Linked DNA regions of Mus musculus: region 1 is linked to region 2. The links are chromatin contacts, called in public HiChIP or PLAC-seq maps. All regions are on one chromosome and are shown on one strand. The core of a region is the stretch at or near the end of the contact, and the rest is flanking DNA. Distances in the headings are between cores, read along the strand shown. Region 1 holds the start of 1700051A21Rik (RIKEN cDNA 1700051A21 gene). Region 2 holds the start of 6330403K07Rik (RIKEN cDNA 6330403K07 gene).

Region 1 (6,033 bases), core at 2,282-4,781, 1.2 Mb before region 2:
CTCAGGGATGGTGTAATAAGCCATTGATTTTGTTTGTTCCCTGTCTGATTTGCTTTGTATTTGGTATTTTGTGGAGCTGAAAGCTTTTGCTGGCTGGGTTTCTAGTTTGGAGATCGTCTTTGGAGAAGTGTATCTGCTGCCTCACCATGTCCGAGAGCATTCCCAACCCTGTTTTCATCACATCCCTGTTCGTAAGAAATCCACCCACCGACTGGTGCATTTTCAAAACTTTAATGTTGATGTTGTTTGGACCACAGAGTAAAAGCTACACTTTGAAGTTGGGGCCAAACTGGTGAAGCACTTCATTCTAAAACTCTTGTTCTAACAGTAGACTTTTGGTATGTTAGTCTTAAGATTAAAATGGTATGAAATGATTCGGCAGGAAGGAGGCAAAAATGATCACACGGTATAAACTGTTATCAACCAAAGATTCCCCAAACAATTCTATGTGCATCATGAGTATTATTTTCAGTTAACAATTTGGGAGTTCAATAAATGCATCTTAATGTTTGAATTCATATTTTGAGAGCTATTATTTTCAGTTGAGAGTGAGTGGCTGGAGAGTCGGCTCAGCAGTTAAGAATGCTTGCCACTCTTCAGAGAACCCCCGTTTAGTTCCCATATACTTTGGGTGCCTCACAAGCATGTGTTATTCAACTTCCAGGGGGAACCTGACACTTCTGCTGGCCTCCTTGGGCACATGCGCGCACACTCACACATGCCAACACGCACGTACATGTAACTAAAATAAATGGAACATCTTTTTAAAAGACATTAAGTACAGCTTTTAGTACAGTTTTAAGATCAAAATAGTATCCAGTGATTCAGATAGATTTCTACAAAATCCACTGTTTTCTAAAATAATCTTTATTCCTGATTACTTTCTTTTTTGCTTGAATATTTGGATTTTTTAAAAATCCCTTGCAAGGTGGGGTACGGGGTGCTGGAGAGATGGCTCAGTAAAGTGCTTGCTGCTCAAGCTTAAGTACCTGAGTTTTGTTCCCAGTACCCATGTAAAAGCTGTGTGGTAGTCTGCTCGTCCCTGAACCTGGTACGGACTCTTCATTGACTTGTGTTTTGCTGTTGTGACACTAGTTTCCAACATCCCTGAATGACCTTGGATAAACTGCCTTTGGAAGTTTACATTTGACTGATTTTTGGGTGAGCATTCAGGGTACTGGGTTTCAAGATGGCATCTTCATGCATGTGTGCCGTTTGTTTCTGTTTGTCCCTTCCCCTGTCGCCTTCTCTGTGCGGCGCCCCGCCCCATGGTTCCTTTCCCTTCCCAGACAGTCCTCCCTTCTACTTTTATGTCACATTATGGATCCTGTTGCTCTCTTTCCACTTCTGGTAGTGCTCCTTCTCCTCCAGCATCTTCCTGGTCTCACGACCCCTTATATGTTAATACACACACACACACACACACACACACACACACACACACACACAGTTTAAATCTGAGCTCCATGTTTGAGAGAACACTCTGTGATGGTTTTGACTAGCTTTCCCTGGCAAATTCTTTACCTTGAAGTCTCCACTCAAATGCTGCCCCCCTCTATGAAGCCTTCCTCGAACTTGGAAGATCTTTTGCCCAAGGATACCCACAGTGTGTCCCATATTATTGCAAGGGCGAATGCCACTGATGGCTGACTGTAAGCCACAGAGCTACTTTAAACACTCAGAACATTGACTTGGGGGTCTTAAAACGACTACTGGGAATCAAAGTTGATCTGATTCTATATATGAGAAGATGAATCCAGAATGGAAACATCCACCAAGGCCACACAGGGACAGAGTATGGATTCAGGCATTTAGCTGCAGCGCACACTTTATAGACTTTAAAGCACTTAAATTACAGCAGAATGGTTGACCAGCATCGTAGATCCCAGACTTTGAGTGAACGTCCTGAATGAGGCCTGGTAAAGGGTGTTAAGTGGGCACATGGTGATAAATAAAACGAAGATTAAATAAAAACTCCAAAAGGCTGGAAAGCTGGCTCCATGGTTAACAGCAGGACTCACTCTTCTTGCTGGAAGAGGACCTGGGTTCATTTCCCAGAACCCATATGGCTGTTCCCAACTGTCTATTATTTCAGTTTCAGGGACTCTGACACTCTCTTCTGACTCTGGGGTTATCAGACATGCAAATGATACACACATATATATGCATGCAAAATACTCATACACATAGAGTCTTGAAACACACACACACACACACACACACACACACACCCCAAAGCAGGAACTCTAGTTTTAATTGCCCTGGGGGAAGGGATGGGCCCAGGGCCACATAGATGCAAACAAGCAAACAAACCGAAAATAGAGAGGGCCTGAAGAAGGCAGTTGCAGACTTGAGGGCAAGGTGACAGGCAGGTCACAGGAACAGAGTCAAAAATCTTGATACAAATGTGTGTTCTGTTTTAGGGCCTTCGACATTCACAGGCTGAGAAGGTGGGGAATTCAGTAGTTCTTTCCTGGTGGTGGTGGTGGCAGGGCTAGGGGTGGAGAAGAGGGAGGAGAGGTTAGTCTCATATAATTCGTAGCAATTGCATATAACCTATTCTTTACTTCATCTCTGGATTGCTTGCAACACCTAACACACAGTGTAAGTGCCGTGCTAATAGTCGGTCTCTGTTGTATATAGTTCAGAGTACGCCGATGGTTTCCATGTTTAGAACAGAAGCAGCCATCCTAGTCGTAAACACGCTAACCATGTCAGCAACTAGATAGCATCTTGATCAGTGGTGAGAGCTGACTGTACAGGAATCTGGACTCAGCCATGTGTCAAGTAGCCTGTGGATAAGACTCCCCAGAGGAGAATGAGAGGCAGGCAGAAGAGAAAGAACTCACCGAAGTGTCAATAATGTCATTGCACCCTCTTGTGTTGGTGTCCCAAACAGGACTTAGCACAGCAGGTACTACACACAGGTCTGTTAAGGGGAGGATTAATGAATGAACGAATGCCTCGATGATGGTTGGCAGGATTATGCCCCCTCTTTTCTAAGGCCCCGTCTCCCACCATAAAATGGTACTAGCGAGGTGGTTGGTAAGTGGGCGGCAGCAACTACCCGCGCCTGGGCAAAGACGGCCGGCCTGCGCAAGCGCGTTCGCTGGAGGGTAAAAGTCGTTCGGTCTGCGAGGACAGTGACCGCCTTCCTTAGCGGTCCCTCTAGAGCGCCTACGGTGCGCTGGGTAGGAGACGGCACGAGGAGGGAAATGGGTTCTATGTCTAGAGTCGGGCTAACGCTAGGAGGAAGCCAGCGGATCTTGGAGGTGAGAAGACCGCGGTGGCGCAGGGCTCGGCCATCGCCTCTAGGAGACGCCCCTCCGGGATAGGGATGAGAAGGAGAACGCTTTGGAGAGAGAAGCCTGAGAATCCTACAGGCTGGTGTTTTTCATCTGGGACATTCCGGAGTCCAGGAGAGAGCAGGTGAGAGTACACAAAGGGTCCTCACGCTTAAGCTGGCAGAATGACCGGCACACCCTGCATGGTACTGAGGACCAGAGCAGCGCCAACGGGCTGGCAAGTGGTGAGGTGCCAGGGTCCAGTCCTCTCCATAGAGGGCTGGTGCCAAGCACTGAAATCTGCAAACGCCTCACTCTGCCGCGGGGTGGCAGAGTCCTGGGACAGACACTCCCCACAGACCCCGAGGGGTGGCTCCGCCCCAGGACCGCAGGGAGGCCTGGCAATGGGGGGCGGAGTTGTAGCCGCCCCCAATCCGGTGGGACCGCGCGTCCCCCTTTTAAGCTCGTGAAGCTTCTAGCTGCCTCGCAATCTTTTCTCCCTCCAGTCAGTCTCCCTTTCACGCGATGGATTCGGCGAAGACTTGTGTGACCAAGTTCAAGTCCTTTGCGATTTTGCTCTTCACCCCGATCCTGATGCTTCCACTCGTCATTCTGATACCTGACAAGGTCAGTTGCGTGTCTGGGCAGCCTGGCGGAATCCGGGTGCCCAGTGCAATAACGGGCACGGAACCCGGGAACGCTGAGCTGGAACGCATAGATTCCTCCGTGGGGACGAGCTCCCCTGGGACGCGTGCTCAGACGCTCCAGGCACCAGATAGGAGGTGCTCTGCAAAGAATCCGAGGGACGCACAGACCCTAAGGTGAACACGTCCTAGAGTGCACCGATTTCAGGGCGCAAGAGCCGTCCGGGCAAACACGGAAACCTGGACGTTAGAACAGATCTGAACCACACAGACCCCTCGACAGGCTTAGCCTCTGACTCAAAATCTCCTCCCAGAGTGCACAACCAACGCTAGTCCAGCTCAAAGATAATGCTCGAGCTAGTAGAGACTCTGAAGGCTGGGCTTTCTTTCCCTCTGTGCCTCTTCTCTAGGAAAGAGAGATTTCCTAGCTGTAGATGCCTTCAGGCAGGGAACTACAGGAACAGAGTGGATCATGCCTTTGCCATAATCTGGCCTTGATATTTGAAGCTCAGGTTCCCCATCTATGATCTATATTTCTTTCTAGCTCGGAAGCCAAGGAAGCCACTCTCGAGTTCAAATCCTGCTGCAGCCTGAAAGGCAGGTCGGGCACTGCCCACCGCCTGCTGAGGCAGTCAGTGTGAGGAGGCAGGACGTATTCCCAGAGCTCACGCCTTGGGTGGCATGGCTCTCGGTTGCTGGGGAAGCTGAGTCCCATTCCCTGGCCTCCTGGTGCTCCTGGGAGGAAGGGAGAGAATGAATGGCCTTGGCTGCAGAGCAGAGGAGGGCGGGAGCGCTGGCCCCGGCTCTGTCAGGCTGTGTGCAGCCAGTTTGGCGAGGCCAGGGCTCTTTGAAGCCTTATGTGGCTACCCTTTCACTCTCAGCCCAGACAGGAAACCTTGCTCGGATCCTGCTTCCCCTCCACAGGCAGGTTTGAGAAACAGTGGCTCTCTTCAGGGAAGGTTTTGAGAGGAGAGGGGTGTCCCCTGGTGGGCTTCTAGTCATTTCACATTGTGCCTTTCAGCAAGACCCTTTGCTCTCCGGGCCCCGGGTGCTTTGATGGGTACAATGGGGTGACTGGATTCTGGGAGTAAAAGGGGATCATTCCGGCTCCTAGGATTGGGGCGCGGGGGGGGGGGCAGAGGAAACATACTGAGCAGAGGCTCCACATGGGCCAAGGAGAGCAGAGCAACTGTGCGGACTCATCCGCTGCCACTCTGTTAGCGAGCATCCAGAGATTCGGGGCCATTCCCGTCTGTGGGAGGCATCCAGGTTAGGAAGCTGTGATTTTAGCTCTGCTGGCGGGGAGTGATGTTCCTTGGAATAATTATAGTTGCTTGCTTGACCTTTCTGGTAGAGGACAGTGTAACCAGGATCCCACTTTATCCCTGGCTCATGCATGTGTATGCGCACGTGTGCACACCCCCCCCCCCCCAACACACACACATACACTCAGAGAGAGACAGAGACAGAGACAGACAGACAGGTAGGCAGGCAGAGGGGGAATATAAATATCAGTGAGTTAGGTTCCCAACCGGGTGTATTAATACATCTATATGCCCTGGGACTGAAAATTTAGGGACTGGGAGGCCATTTTGGAGGTTCTTCCAAAAGGCAGTCTTCCTGTACCTTCTCTCCAAGTGGCTTGGTGCCTGGGAGCCTGGGTCTTTGGCTCCCTATTTTTGCCCTCTGTCCCTCTTTTTGCTCACCACCAAAGACCACCCTGTTCCCATTCACCATGCCCTTCATTGGGCAAGAAAACCCAGAGATACAGAACACTCCAGGACAGAGAGAGAGAGAGAGAGAGAGAGAGAGAGAGAGAGAGAGTCAGACTGTCCCCAGGGGCATCCTGACCATCACTGTCCCTACAGGATGATGGTCCCCAGCACACACTGCCCTCTGTGCTCCATGGCCCCTCTTCAGGCTTTCATATTCTCTTCCACCTTGCTTGCTTCCTGGCCTCCCCTCTGATCCACTTTTTCTCTGAGCCTTCCTCTGCTTCTAAAACCCATTTTAATAAAACCAGTGACAACTTTAATCATGTTACCTTGTTAATCTTGTAAGAAATCCTTATTTTCAGAAGTCTAAAGTATCAAGTAAAATAAGGT
Region 2 (5,437 bases), core at 1,431-3,930:
TGTCCACTTCTCTCCTGTCCCAGTGCTGGGACTCCATCTGGCACAGACCCATGCCAGCCTGTGCATGCTGTCACAGTCTCTGTGAATGCATATGTGTGTGGGGTCCTGTTGTATTTAGAGGGCCGTGTTTCCTTGGTAACCTCCATCCTCTCTGACTCTTGCAATCTTTCCATCTACTCTTCTACCGGGTTCCCTGAGCCCTGAGGGGAGACTGCTGGAGATATCCCTATTAAGACAGAGTGTTAGAGGTCTCTCACTCTCTGCACATGGTGTAGCTCTGGGTCTCATCTACTGAAGGAGGAAGCATCTAATGATGGCTTTGCAAGGTACTGGTCTGATTCCTCGGCCATCGTGGCCAGCCTGTTTCCAGGGAGTGCCTCCTGGCTTTTGGCAGCTAGGACAAAAGGCTGAGTGGTGGAGGAAGGCTGTAGAAGATCTGTGGTCCTCTGGGAGTGGGAGAGACTATGGAAAGCTGCAGCAGGTGACCTGCCACACATCTGGGGCTAAGACTCGTGTCCTATCTCTTTTTTTTTAACTTTCAAAAAATTTTATGCATATGGATGTTTTCCCTGCATGTATGTCTCTGTGCTATGTGCATGCCTGGTGCCCATGTGGGTCAGAAGAGGGTGTTGGATTTCCTGGAACTGTGCAGTCCCATGCAGGCCACCATTTGGTGCTGGGAATAGAACGTGTATCATCCGAAAGAGCAGCCAGTGCTCTAACTGCTGTGCCGTCTCTCCAGCCCCCAGGGTTATATCTAAGGTATAAGCTTAACTTTTTTTTTTTAACTGTCAGACTATTTTCTAGAGACTCTCCACCCTTTTATACATCACAGCTGAGGTTCTTTGTCCTAAGGGATGCTCTTATCTGCAGCTGCTAAATTCCGAAAATGTAGCCTCTTGCTGACAACAGCCAGTCACTCATTCGACCTATCGCTTTCTCAACAAACATCAGTATGATACCACGACCTAGTGGGATTCACTCCTGCTGCAAGGAGTCCTGAATGCTTTGAGACGGAGACACAACAGTCTGATCACATCAACACCTCCATTCTGGGTTCTGTTGGATGAATTAGAATGACTTGGTGGGCAGGAGTCGATTCTATTGATACTGACAGGCTTGCCAATGGATTCCTCCAACTCCAGGGCCCAGTGAATCATGTGATTGCTCTCCCCAAATCCTACAAGGGACTGACAACCAGCCTTGGAATTTCAGACACAACAGAGGTGCCAGGAGATAGTGGTACTCAACAAGTACTGAAAGAACCAGTGGTACCCATCAAGTACTGAAGGTACCAAAGAGTCTGACTGGGAAGAAAAGTGAGAAATGGGCTCCTTTTTATTCCTATTTTTTTCTTTGGAGTAGTTTTTTTTTTTTCTTTTTTTTTTCCTTTCTGAAATTGATTCTTTTTCCTGTTTTATTCAACACTTTAAAAAATACTCAGTGTGTACACGTATGTTTAATGTATAATATGTGAGCACATGCACATCGCAGAGCATAGGAGAGAAGTTCAGGGGGTAATTTGTAGACATCAGTTCTCTCCTCCTATCATGTGACTCTCAGGCATCAAATTCAGGCTCTCGGGCTTGGAGGCAAGCGCCTTTAACCTACTGAGCCACCTTGCTGCTCCCTGAGATTGGTTTCCAATCACGTGTGAGATGCACTGAAGACTAGGAGCAGATGAGGAGTGTGGAAATGTGCGATATAGATAGCAGTGAGAGGAGAGAGGCAGAGGGAGGGAAAGGGAAGTCTGCCTCTGTTACTTCCGGACCCTGGGTTGGTGAGAGTTTTGTTGTGATGTTCTGAGGGGTTTTTTGTTTTGTTTTTTTGTTTGGTTTGTGTGGTTTGGTTTGGTTTTTCTTTGAGGCAGGGTTTCTCTGTGTATCCCTGGCTGTCCTGGAACTCACTGTAGACCAGGCTGGCCTCGAACTCAGAAATCCGCCTGCCTCTGCCTCCCAAGTGCTGGGATTAAAGACATGCGTCACCACGCCCAGAGTGATGTTGTTTTTGTTAGATTGTTTTGTTTGGTTTTGTCTTTTGAGTCAGAGCCTCATTAGACATCCAGGCTGGATGGAAACTACTGATCTTCTACCTCAGTCTCCTAAGCTCGTACATAGCTAAGTTTCCTGTGTCAGTTGTTGTTGTTGTTGTTGTTGTTGTTGTTGTTGTTTTCTACAAGACTGTTAGTTTTTTCATGCATTACACAAACATACATGCTGGAGCCAGAAAGGGATCAGGAGTTAGTGAGGGAAAGACAATAATTATCGAGTAAGTGGCTAACAGTTTGTCAGTTGGCCTTTCTTCGCTGATTTTCATGTACGAGGCTTTCAGACAGCAATGCAATGTCCTTCGGTTATAAAACTGCGCATTTGTGCGCCATCTCATTAAATGTGTTTGTATGCCCATCAAATTTTAAGCTCTTACATTATTCATGTCTTTAAAACTAGAAACAAAACCCTGGGGGAAGCTCTGCACACAGCTTGGAGCTTTGCCCCCTGCATTTCTGCTTCCAGACTGCCAAGTCCCCCTTACTAGCTGAGAGATCCCAATGTCTCTCGCCTCCTTCTCCCCTCCCCCCCCCCCCCCCCGCAAGACAGTCTCGTTGCTATGGAGATAGACTTTGCTGCGCCAAGACTTGCAAGGTGCTAGAAACTGGCTGGCCAACCTCTGCAACAGGCTGTGGGCGGAAAGGAGGAGCCAGAGAAAGAGTGTTCTGGGCAGAGAGGCCCCGGACCCGGTAGAGGCCCCCTGCTCTGCTGGCTCCGCCCCTATCACCCCCACCCACCCAGGGTATAGAAATACTGCTGCAGTCCGGGCCACCGCCCACTGCACTGCGACCCAGCAGGGACTTCGCCTCTTAGTCTCAGCAGCTTATCTGCCCGTGCTCTGCGCCCATGGCTAAAGGTCCCTTTTCGCGCAAGCCCTGGGGTCCAGAGCAGATGTATTTCGATTCTGACCCTGAGTACGAGGGCCTGTTCGATAAGCCTCCCCTGGAGGAGGGCCACACTGCGCGTGCACCTAAGTCTGCATCCTCGGCTGGCAGGAAATCTGGTCGGCGTTTGAGTGGGAGGGCTCCGGGGACCCGCGCTGGGCTGTCCCGAAAGGCCGCCGTGCGTCCAGAGCCCAAGGAAGAAGAGCCTCCAGTGGAAGAGGGCTGCTACCTTGACCACTTCCCGCACCTCTCCATCTTCATCTACGCGGCCATCGCCTTCTCCATCACCTCCTGCATCTTCACCTATATCCATTTGCAGCTTGCCTAAGTGGCCAGGGCCCCGACGGGGTGGGCGCAGAGTCGAGGGGAGGGGAGGGGAGAGGAATGAGAAGCGTAGCCTTTTGTTTCGGAAACGCGCTGCACCCCCTTCATCTAGCATTCGATGCTTCTTTTCTTTGTTGTCGCTTTGTCTAACTGTTCATCAGACGGTCCAGAGTCGCTGCAGGCAATGAAATAGCTGTGCTGCTTGCACCCGTACATTGAGTGCAATTAGTATAATCCTGGATTGAATTGAACCCAGTTTGTAATTAGGATGTCTCTGTATCCTACCACTTTGTGACGTGAGGGCCTAGCATTTTGGTGTTTGTAGAGCAGAGTCCAGCCTTCTGTTGTTTAAAGGATGAACCAGACCCGAGTCTGCGGCCTCCCTGAGAAGGTACCGCAAGGAGAATCAGCACCCTGGCTCGGAGTGCTGGAGCCTCATGATGCTGCGTCACACCGGGATGAGCCAGTTGTGCCTAGTTCTTTTGGTTAGGACTCTGAGCACCAAGCTGGCGGACCTGGGAGAGCAGCGGATATGGCTGGCTGCTGGAGGAGGTGAGTGGCGTTTTGTCAAGATGATTCTGACCCACCAGGAGTTGGGGCTGACGCGGGCTGTGTATTTTTGCCATTTCAGGTTTTGTGGTTACCAGAACTGACCACCAGAGAGTCAACGCTCAAGATGGGTTTTTGGACTGTGTGGAAAAGTAGACCACAAGTCTTCAGAGATGGAGGCCTAGATAGAATTCGTGTGTTCCATGAGATGAGACTGAGGGCTTTCCTTTGCTGCGGCCCATAGGAGGACTGTGCTAGAGAATTCTATGGTGACTTCATTTCAGCCTGGAGGCCTTCTAAAGCTGTGATACCAAGATGAAGAGGCTGGGACTAAGGACTGTCAGTAACAGAGTTCCTGCTGAAATCTGTCATCTCAGACTCAAAAAAGTGAATACCAGAACTCGCGTTTGCAGGTTATTCACCTACCCACTGTTTGTTTATTCATGTCAGCTGTTCAAATGCAAAACTTTTTGACACTGCTATACTCTGTGGAAATGTCTATAATTGCAGCATGTCTGATGGAATAAATCATATTCTCAGTGTCCTCTGTATTCGTTTGTCCACCAGCTTCCAGCTGTATGATGGCCCTTGACAGATTTCCTGTTCTGCTCTAGCTTTCACTCCCTTCTCTTTAAAACCTGCCCACTCTCCCTGGAAAGCTGACTTGGTTACACGGCATTTCTAGGTACAGAATCTCTCCACACCAAATAGCTATACGGGCCCCTCTGTGGCATCTGCCACTATGTCCAGATTCCTAGTTCCACAGTCCCCTAACAGCAGTCTGACTTCGCCACATGGTGCCATTCCCCATTGCTCAGTGTAAGAATCCCACTCAATCCCTATCAAGAGGCTTCTGGCTCAGCTAAGCTCTGGATTGACCCAGCTTGAGTTTTTTATCAATTGTTTTCCAATAGAAGGGCCTCCCTTCACTGTTCTGGTCTTCCCTGATTCCGTACCACCATGTCATTTGGTATTTTTGCTTCTTTGCACTTTAAGTGCCACAAGTCTGACACCCACTGGTCCCTGACGACAGCCTGTTTACAGTAATTCCCTCTAACCATCATCAACGGCACTGTTCCCCCAAATCACATCTCCAAGGTACCAAAAGAGTAATGTCAGTTTCCGGTTGTACCCGTGGATACTGGATCTAGTGCTGACGTTTAGCATTGCTCCCCACTGGATGGATCCCTGTTTATGGGCTAATGCTTTCCAAGCACACAGTCCCCATTGTCTCTCACTTACAGTCTGAGGTGTGACTGTATCATCTGATCCCGGCAGTAATTCCTTCCTCTAGTCCCCAAACCAAATTACCCACTTCTCAACATTTGTTATTTATTCTATGTTACTATAAGACTTTCCGGATATCTAAGTTCCATTTCCTACCCTAAATTCAAGCATCTAATTCCACCAACTACACCACGGTTAGCCCTATTACCTCTAAAATCTTAACATTGGCTTCAATGTCCTGAATGGAGATGGCTCAGCCAGTTAGAATGAATGCTTGTTGCATGGGAAGAGTCGATTAGGGAGCTCATCCCTGGGAACACTGGACACTCATATTCTCTCGGCATCCCTTAGTTCCCTGTGACTGTCTATGGGTGGGGCCAATGAGGTCACCCCACCCCCACCCCT

Evidence for each region. HiChIP or PLAC-seq counts read pairs in DNA pulled down with a chosen protein or histone mark.
Region 1: a contact with region 2 is called in an H3K4me3 HiChIP or PLAC-seq map of embryonic forebrain, with 8 times the contacts expected there. The contact joins the promoter of 1700051A21Rik here to the promoter of 6330403K07Rik in region 2. A contact is called at or near these places in 1 of 39 promoter capture datasets (liver) and 1 of 115 datasets of contacts at active chromatin or transcription factors (embryonic forebrain).

What each region holds. Positions count from the first base shown.
Region 1 is chr11:72,264,342-72,270,374 of GRCm38.p6, reverse strand. It overlaps 1700051A21Rik (RIKEN cDNA 1700051A21 gene), which reads right to left and starts at 3,531. Exons shown (of 2, transcript NR_045922.1): 1 at 2,850-3,531; 2 at 1,819-2,494. It overlaps Slc13a5 (solute carrier family 13 (sodium-dependent citrate transporter), member 5), which reads left to right and starts at 3,771. Exons shown (of 12, transcript NM_001004148.4): 1 at 3,771-3,911. The coding sequence starts at 3,810.
Region 2 is chr11:71,030,860-71,036,296 of GRCm38.p6, reverse strand. It overlaps 6330403K07Rik (RIKEN cDNA 6330403K07 gene), which reads left to right and starts at 2,680. Exons shown (of 2, transcript NM_134022.2): 1 at 2,680-3,808; 2 at 3,888-4,356. The coding sequence starts at 2,895. The coding sequence ends at 3,260.